2 separate regions of the Mus musculus genome follow, and region 1 is linked to region 2. A link is a contact called in public Hi-C data. All regions are on one chromosome and are shown on one strand. Each heading gives the region's core, a stretch centred on a gene start, on an enhancer-like site or on the middle of the called end of the contact. The rest is flanking DNA. Distances are from core to core; before and after follow the strand shown.

What was found. Hi-C and Micro-C count contacts between places; a contact is called where the count stands out from the background.
Region 1: a Hi-C map of pancreatic cancer cells shows a contact between it and region 2, with 2.4 times the contacts expected there. The contact joins the enhancer-like site here to the promoter of Slc17a5 in region 2. A contact is called at or near these places in 2 of 39 promoter capture datasets (3T3-L1-derived adipocytes and maxillary cranial neural crest), 2 of 15 datasets of contacts at CTCF or cohesin (CD8 T cells and the NIH/3T3 cell line), 41 of 484 Hi-C or Micro-C datasets (the Ba/F3 cell line, the C2C12 cell line, the C3H10T1/2 cell line and 25 more), 6 of 115 datasets of contacts at active chromatin or transcription factors (bone marrow-derived dendritic cells, bone marrow-derived macrophages, a colorectal cancer cell line and 3 more) and 1 of 9 other capture datasets (bone marrow-derived macrophages).

Annotation. Positions count from the first base shown.
Region 1 is chr9:78,632,775-78,636,247 of GRCm38.p6, reverse strand. It overlaps Cd109 (CD109 antigen), which reads right to left. Exons shown (of 33, transcript NM_153098.3): 3 at 1,573-1,601. Among named protein-coding and RNA genes, the nearest start is that of Cd109, 19 kb to the right of the region's middle. Within about 2 kb of position 2,052, at least 45 of the 459 cell types and tissues checked have an H3K27ac peak or open chromatin away from gene starts, as enhancers often do. A contact at or near this core is called in the C2C12 cell line, the C3H10T1/2 cell line, the HL-1 cell line and 10 more, where this site is marked.
Region 2 is chr9:78,586,641-78,589,941 of GRCm38.p6, reverse strand. It overlaps Slc17a5 (solute carrier family 17 (anion/sugar transporter), member 5), which reads left to right and starts at 1,897. Exons shown (of 11, transcript NM_172773.3): 1 at 1,897-2,068. The coding sequence starts at 1,975.

The sequences.
Region 1 (3,473 bases), core at 803-3,302, 46 kb before region 2:
AATTAGATCAGAGAGATTCTGGAATGAGGGACGCTCGCTCCATACCTGTCTCTCTCAGCAGGAGTTACGTCACTTTTTTTTTTAATTTTTCCTTTTCTTTTTTTAATTATTTCATTTATTTACATTTCAAATGTTGCACCACCACCACCACCATTTCCTTTTCTACTGCAGGTTTGTTCTCACAGCTGTTAAGCTTGGAAATCTCATCCCACCCCCTCCCCCACCCCGCCCCCAACCCTTATCCCGTGAGCTTTCCCACGCTTTCACTGTTTGAGGCAATCAGCCTGTGAAACACCAGTGTTTGTTTCCTTGCTATATTCTCTCAAACACTCATCTGTGATGCTTTCTTTTCCTATACCCTGTTCAGCATGCGATTGGTGGCCATGCCGCCATTTTTAATACTATTAATAACAACAGAATACGACCATGTGGTACGAACAGACCACAAACCACATTGAGCAGTTCACATGTTCTCTGTCATTTGACCTCAAGATAATCCCTCAGCCCAATTCCACACCCACCCTTGACTGGATTCTTCTGCTAAAACCATTTCACAAAGAAACTAGGTTTAGAGAGTTAGGGACAGCACTCCAGGCTGCCAGCCCAGGTCTAAACCTAGCACGTGCTATATCACTCTAGAAGAAACATGATGTGGTGATTTTAAATATGTCCAGAAAGTCTCTGATCTATCTCGCTTCAAAAACTAGAGTCTGCACTGGGATACCAAAATAAGGCCTGGAAATAAAGGGAAAACGAGTTGAGAACAGGAAAGGGGTCAGCAGGGATAGGAGGGGACAAGAGAGGGTAATGAAAGGCTAACGATCAAAATAGAGTACATGCAGGTATGAAAAAAAACATGAAATACATTTAAAACAAAAAAAATGAAACACATGTTAACGTTTAACGTGAAAACTAGTATGTGTCGTTTTAAAACGTTAATTTAAAAGTCACCGGGTGTGGTTGGCAGTGCATGGCTTTAATCCAGCACTAAAGAGACAGAAGCGGGGAAATCTCTATACATTCATGGCCAGCCGGAGATACTTGGCTACATAGTGAGACCTCGTCTTTAAAAAGAAACAAAGAAAAGAAAGAAAAGTATTAATGCAGGAATAGGGCCAAACACAATAAAGTGATCTAATGGTCCAGTTAATTGAAGAAAACTCCCTGCAAGGAGTTTCAAGAACATAATAGCCAATCTCTCTAAAGTTAAGGTTGCTCTTAAAAAGTACAGTAAACTCAAGTAAAACTTACAAGTGATGTAATTAAGAGCCAGTAAAAAGGTATGTCATCGTTATAATATATTTCTTTCGTTGTTGTTGTTTTGAGATTTTCGGGGGGCGGGGAGAGTTGGTTTGGTTTTTTGGTTAGTTTTTTTGGTTTTTGGAAACAGGGTTTCTCTATGTAGCCCTGGCTGGCTTGGAACTCAGAGATCTGTCTTCCTCTGCCCTCCCTTCACCCCAAGTGTTAAGATTAAAGATGTACAGCACTACACCCAGCTTGCAATGTATTTCTGAAGCCAATTTTTGGCATTTATTTCTTTATTGAAGCCAAATAATTTAAATGAATACTTACTGCCGGAAGAACGAGAGTCTTGAAATGGCCTAAAAGGACAACAAGAAAGGAAAGGTATTTGTCAAGATTTAACAAGAATTTCTTTCGCTATGGATAGAACCATCAACTTCCTTGGCCAAACCAAAATAGCTTTATTCATTCCCCCAAATAACCAAGAACTTGTAGACCATCCTTATGGAGAAGCTCAAAATTGAAAGGTGATCAACCAGGGATGAAATTCCAGCAAGTTCTACCGGTCCCCAGTTCTATTCTCACCAGAGCTGCTCTTGCCGCTGTTAAGGTTCCAGGGTTTGAGGGAGGCTTCAAAGAGGACCAGAGAATCTGGGGATTGGAGCTCAGGGAGGGGATGTTGTTATTGTTCCATTTCTCTTGGGGGTTGTAGTACAGGAGATTGCACCCAGGGCTACATGGTATCTGGCTTGTGCTCTGCCCTGAGATCTGTCCCCCATGTGGTTCACTCTTCATGCTCTCAGACACTCATGATAAAGGGAGGCATTAGTCATGCCAGGGTGAGCCAGGCCTCAGCAGTGATTCACAAGGGTCAGGCTGGTCCAGACTATTTCTCATGTGCACTTTCTAAAAATAGGACCGATGGTTCAACGCATGCCAATTTTTCATCAAACCCATTTACTTCAAGGAAAAAGAGTTTCGAGTTAAAATTGCCAAAGACCTTATCCAACATTCCCATCACATGTGAAAGTAGACCCTTTATTGAAGAACTATCTATTGAAGGAGCCACAGTGTCTCTCTCAGATGAAGACATATTGAGTCTACCATGTGAGAGCAGGGAAATACAAGATGGCCCAGTACAGAGTAAGAATTAACAACAGGCTCTGAACTCACACCACACACAGGGTTCTGTCATGAATTTGCTCTTCTCCTGCCCTGCCTGTCCTTGGACCTGTTTCTACAGCTCACTAGTTTCATCCATAAAAGGAAAGTGCTGATCATTGTTCCAAACATACACAGTGTTTTGTGGGGAGGCTGTTGTTACCTGTAATATACAGACACACAAGAAGCACTTGAAGGTCATCAGAGTACCAGAAAGCTTAGAGAGGTGTCTACCAGGATGTCAGCTTGTCTCTATAGCAACATTCCCCAGTTGTTTATGAGGAAACATACCATCAGTAAAGCTTGTGACATATATCACCAATATCAATCTACATTTTTAAAGTGGGATATGTATACTTCCTCATTCAAGATATTAAATATCAAGAGCCTGAATTGCTTAATCATGCTCAAAAAAAAAAAAATAGAAGTAGCTGAGTGATGGCTCACACCTGGGAGCATCTGGGAGGCTAAAGTGGGAAGATCATCTTGAGTCTGGGTCTAGCCTGGACTACACCATGCATCCAACACCAGCCTGGGCTGCATATCAAAAACCTGCCTCAAAAATAAAATAAGTGAAAATTAGTATATTTTCTAACTTCACATTATGAAACAATCGTGTATATTCCCAGATGTGTACACATCCATTTTAAACAGCTGTCTTCCAGTGAAGTCAAGGGACAGGAAATAGGTTTGCAGGATCCCCAGGCAATTCCCCATCACTGATTACCAGCCAGCATGGAGCAGCTACTTATAAGCACTCCTGCAAAGAGAGGGAGTCTGACATAATAGGACACTGAACAAAATGTGGAAAACGTGAAGAGAGTTGATTGGATGTTGGAAGACAGAGGCGGGAGCACTTCGAAGGGGTGCCTGGGAAGTTAGCACTGATCTCTAGTGCGGTGGGATAGGAGTCGGTCGGGGGGGGGGGGGAGGGAAGAGCCAGGACAGAGAATGCACAGCAGAGCAGGACACTGTGACCCTACCAAAGCCAGAGCTGGCTGGGCTGAGCCAAGCTGGGAGCCGGTGATTGTAAGATGGGTCTAATCTGACTGTTATCCTTTTTATGTTTC
Region 2 (3,301 bases), core at 648-3,147:
CCCTGTCTCACCACACACACACACACACACACACACACACACACACACACACACCCTTCAGTAAATGATGACAGGGTGCCTGTCAGTGCCGTGGATAAGACTGCCAGCTGATCCAGTAAAACCATGGATCATAAAGTTGCACAAGAGTGTACCCTAAGTGGGGCTTCTTGTCAAAGTCTTAGAAATCTCCCCAGGTTTACAAGTCTGGGAAAGGAGAAAGGTCATTCTGGAAGGATGCTTGGGCCTTACATATGGTCCTTCACAGCAAATCATGTTAATTGTGCAGAAATTCTTAGCTCAGCTGGCAGGATATGTCCCCCAGACCCGGGAGTGAGGGACTCCTTTCCCATGTCCCCACAAAGCCAGCCTTCCTATCCTACCTCGAACTCTGCGTACTGACTTTGCAACTTTTCTGTAACCTGAACCTTCTCAGGTAATAAGTGTACTTAAACATGGTGCTGCTGATTTCAAACTCCCCAAGGCTGTTGGAATCTGATTCCCTATGTTGGAAGATTCCCTTGGCTGTCCCTGCCAAAAAGGATGATCTTAGCAATAAAGGAGAGGAGATACAGTGTTGAACAAACCTATTGGCTCACACAGGATAGCAGAGGTGCAGAAAGATGAGAACCCCGAGGCTAATGAAATCTGAAGCCGTCTGTTGGAGGAGTTCAGGGGTGGGGGGGTGGGTACAAGGGGATGAGTTAGGGAAGCTGGGTTTGTTTGTTTGTTTGTTTTTGTTTTTTTGAGACAGGGTTTCTCTGTGTAGCCCTGGCTGTCCTAGAACTCACTCTGTAGACCAGGCTGGCCTCGAACTCAGAAATCTGCCTGCCTCTGCCTCCCGAGTGCTGGGATTAAAGGTGTCGCCACCACGCCCGGCTTGAAGCTGATCTTTTTGTTCTAATCAAACCTTCAAACAAATTGAAATCCACTCACATGGAGGACAAGCAAACTGACACATCAAATTAACCACACCAGAAGTGCTGTTTGTACATACATTTTATAAGAATTTGCCAGGCGGGTATGCACAAACTCAAGGGCTTTATCTCTACAGCTGTCTTTTTGAAAACTTGCCCATCAGCATTTACTGGCCCAAGAGTTAGGGATATCTTTAGTAAATCTCAGTCAGCCCTTCTTCTAGACAGGGGCCTCACCTGACTTTCTGAGCCTCTGCTCTTCCTTGGTCTGCGTGGAAATCTCTAAGGGCGTCTACCACATCTGTCTTTTCCATCGGTCTGCAGATATGGCTTTTATTACTCAGAGGCCCGATGGCCCCACCAAGGCTGACTGAAGCATTTTCCTAGTTCCTCTTTCTTAGAGTCAGCAGTAGGGAAAATCTGTCCAAATTAGATTTACAGAGAAAACTCCCCCACGCTCATACATCACGTGGCCTGCCCGCTGGGGATGTAGGTCAATGGTATGTATCAGCGTTAGTCTAATATGTGTGAGGCCCTGGGTACAATCAACAGTATCTTCCTAAAGAGAAAAGGCAGCTGCCTACATTGGGGTTCACCTCTGAAACAGTCAATTTCGTCGGACAAAACATGATTTCCTTTGCTACTTTTCAAAAGCCATATGCTGTCACAAAACGGACAAAGACTGAAAACTATTATAGACATTTAGAAGGCAAATAGTCCCTGCCCATTTCCCTAGCTCCCTATCACTGCGAGATGCAAACCCCATCGCCGCCTTCAGGCTGTCCAATGCCCGGGCTTTTACTAGTGTAACAGAGTCCTGGGCTCCCTACCGCTGGTGACACACATCTTGCACAGCGCAAACGCCACGCCCAACCCAACCCTGCCCACAGCGGGAAATTGCCCGAAACTAAAATGGCGCCTTAGGAACAGGCAACCAGATATGGGCGTGTCCTGGGGCGGGGCAATATCCTGCCCCGCCCAGCCAGCACGGCGAAGGGCTGTCCTGCCGAGAGCTAGGTTGGCCAAGCAACGACGCCGGCACATCTGCTCTCCAGGCGTTATGAGGCCCCTGCTTCGGGGTCCGGCGGGAAACGACGATGAGGAGAGCTCGGACAGCACCCCGCTCCTGCCGGGCGCCCGGCAGACCGAAGCGGGTGAGCTGCGGGACCACCGAGTGATTGCTAGTGGCAGCGTTCCTGGCGGGCGGGTGGTTCCCGGCCGTGGGCGCCTTGAAGGAGTGGCTGCGGGGTCGGGGGGACAGGTAGCCGCTGTAGTGCTGTGGGTCGGGACGGAGGTGCCTGTGGCGCTGGCGGGACTGAAGCAATTCAGGGTCGGAGGGGTACCCGATCCGAGTCAATAAGCAAAGGGGCCAAAGTGCTTCTTGCTCCCCTCCAGCGGCCGCCAGGTTTCCGCTTATGCCGGCCTGTAAACATGTGATCTGGTAGCGCCTTGTTGGGGAGGAGAGACAAAAACAAAACAACAACAAAGAAGAGTTAACAGCTGTTGAGTGTGCGGGGGACAGTTGCATAATCCCGCGAATATCTTGTGCTGTAAGACACCAAAATATTGCAGACATTTCTATTTTTTCCTTGTCTATCAGACTGCAATTTAAGTTAGGAAACAGGTTATTCTCAAGATAAGATATCTTTAGCACTCTAAGACAATATGCCGTACTAGAGGTCTTGCAGGTGCTACTTCAAAAAGCATCTTCATTGCGGGGGGGGGGGGGGGGGGCGCATGTTGCACAGAGGTATAGTCCTTGCCTGACAAGGTTCTAGTCTCCATACCCACCATCCCCCAAAACACAAGTATGTGTCTTCACTGGATTTCGCTACACTTTTGTAATGTAGCTTCCTGAAGCTACAGAAAACTAAAGGACAAATCGGCTTGGACACATTCAAGGATATAGGTGTGAGAAAGAATTGAACTGGAAATTTGCCTTTGTTGGCCCGGAACAGTCTTCTGTCGGTATGTCTTTTGTTGACATTACCAAAGAATTCTTTCGTAACTGTTTTAACCATCCTTCCCACTTGTGTGGGTAACTACCCTACTTTCTGACTTTATTCAGACTACTTCTGTTGGCTTTTGGGTGATCTGTTTTGGTTTTGTTTTTATTTTTAGAATAGTTTGTTAGGGAACTGGAAAGATGGCTCAGCAGTTAGAGCACTGGTTGCTCTTCCAGGGGACGAGGGTTCAGTTCCCAGCACCCACATGGAAGCTTACAACCATCCATAACTCCAGCTCAAGAGAGCCAACACCCTCCCTACTCAGACACACCTGTGGTACACAGACATACATACAGGCAAACATTCGTACATAGAACAGATTTTTTTTTTAAAATCTAAAATAGAATGTTTTATTTTGAAAAGTGTAAGGCATCAGTAGGT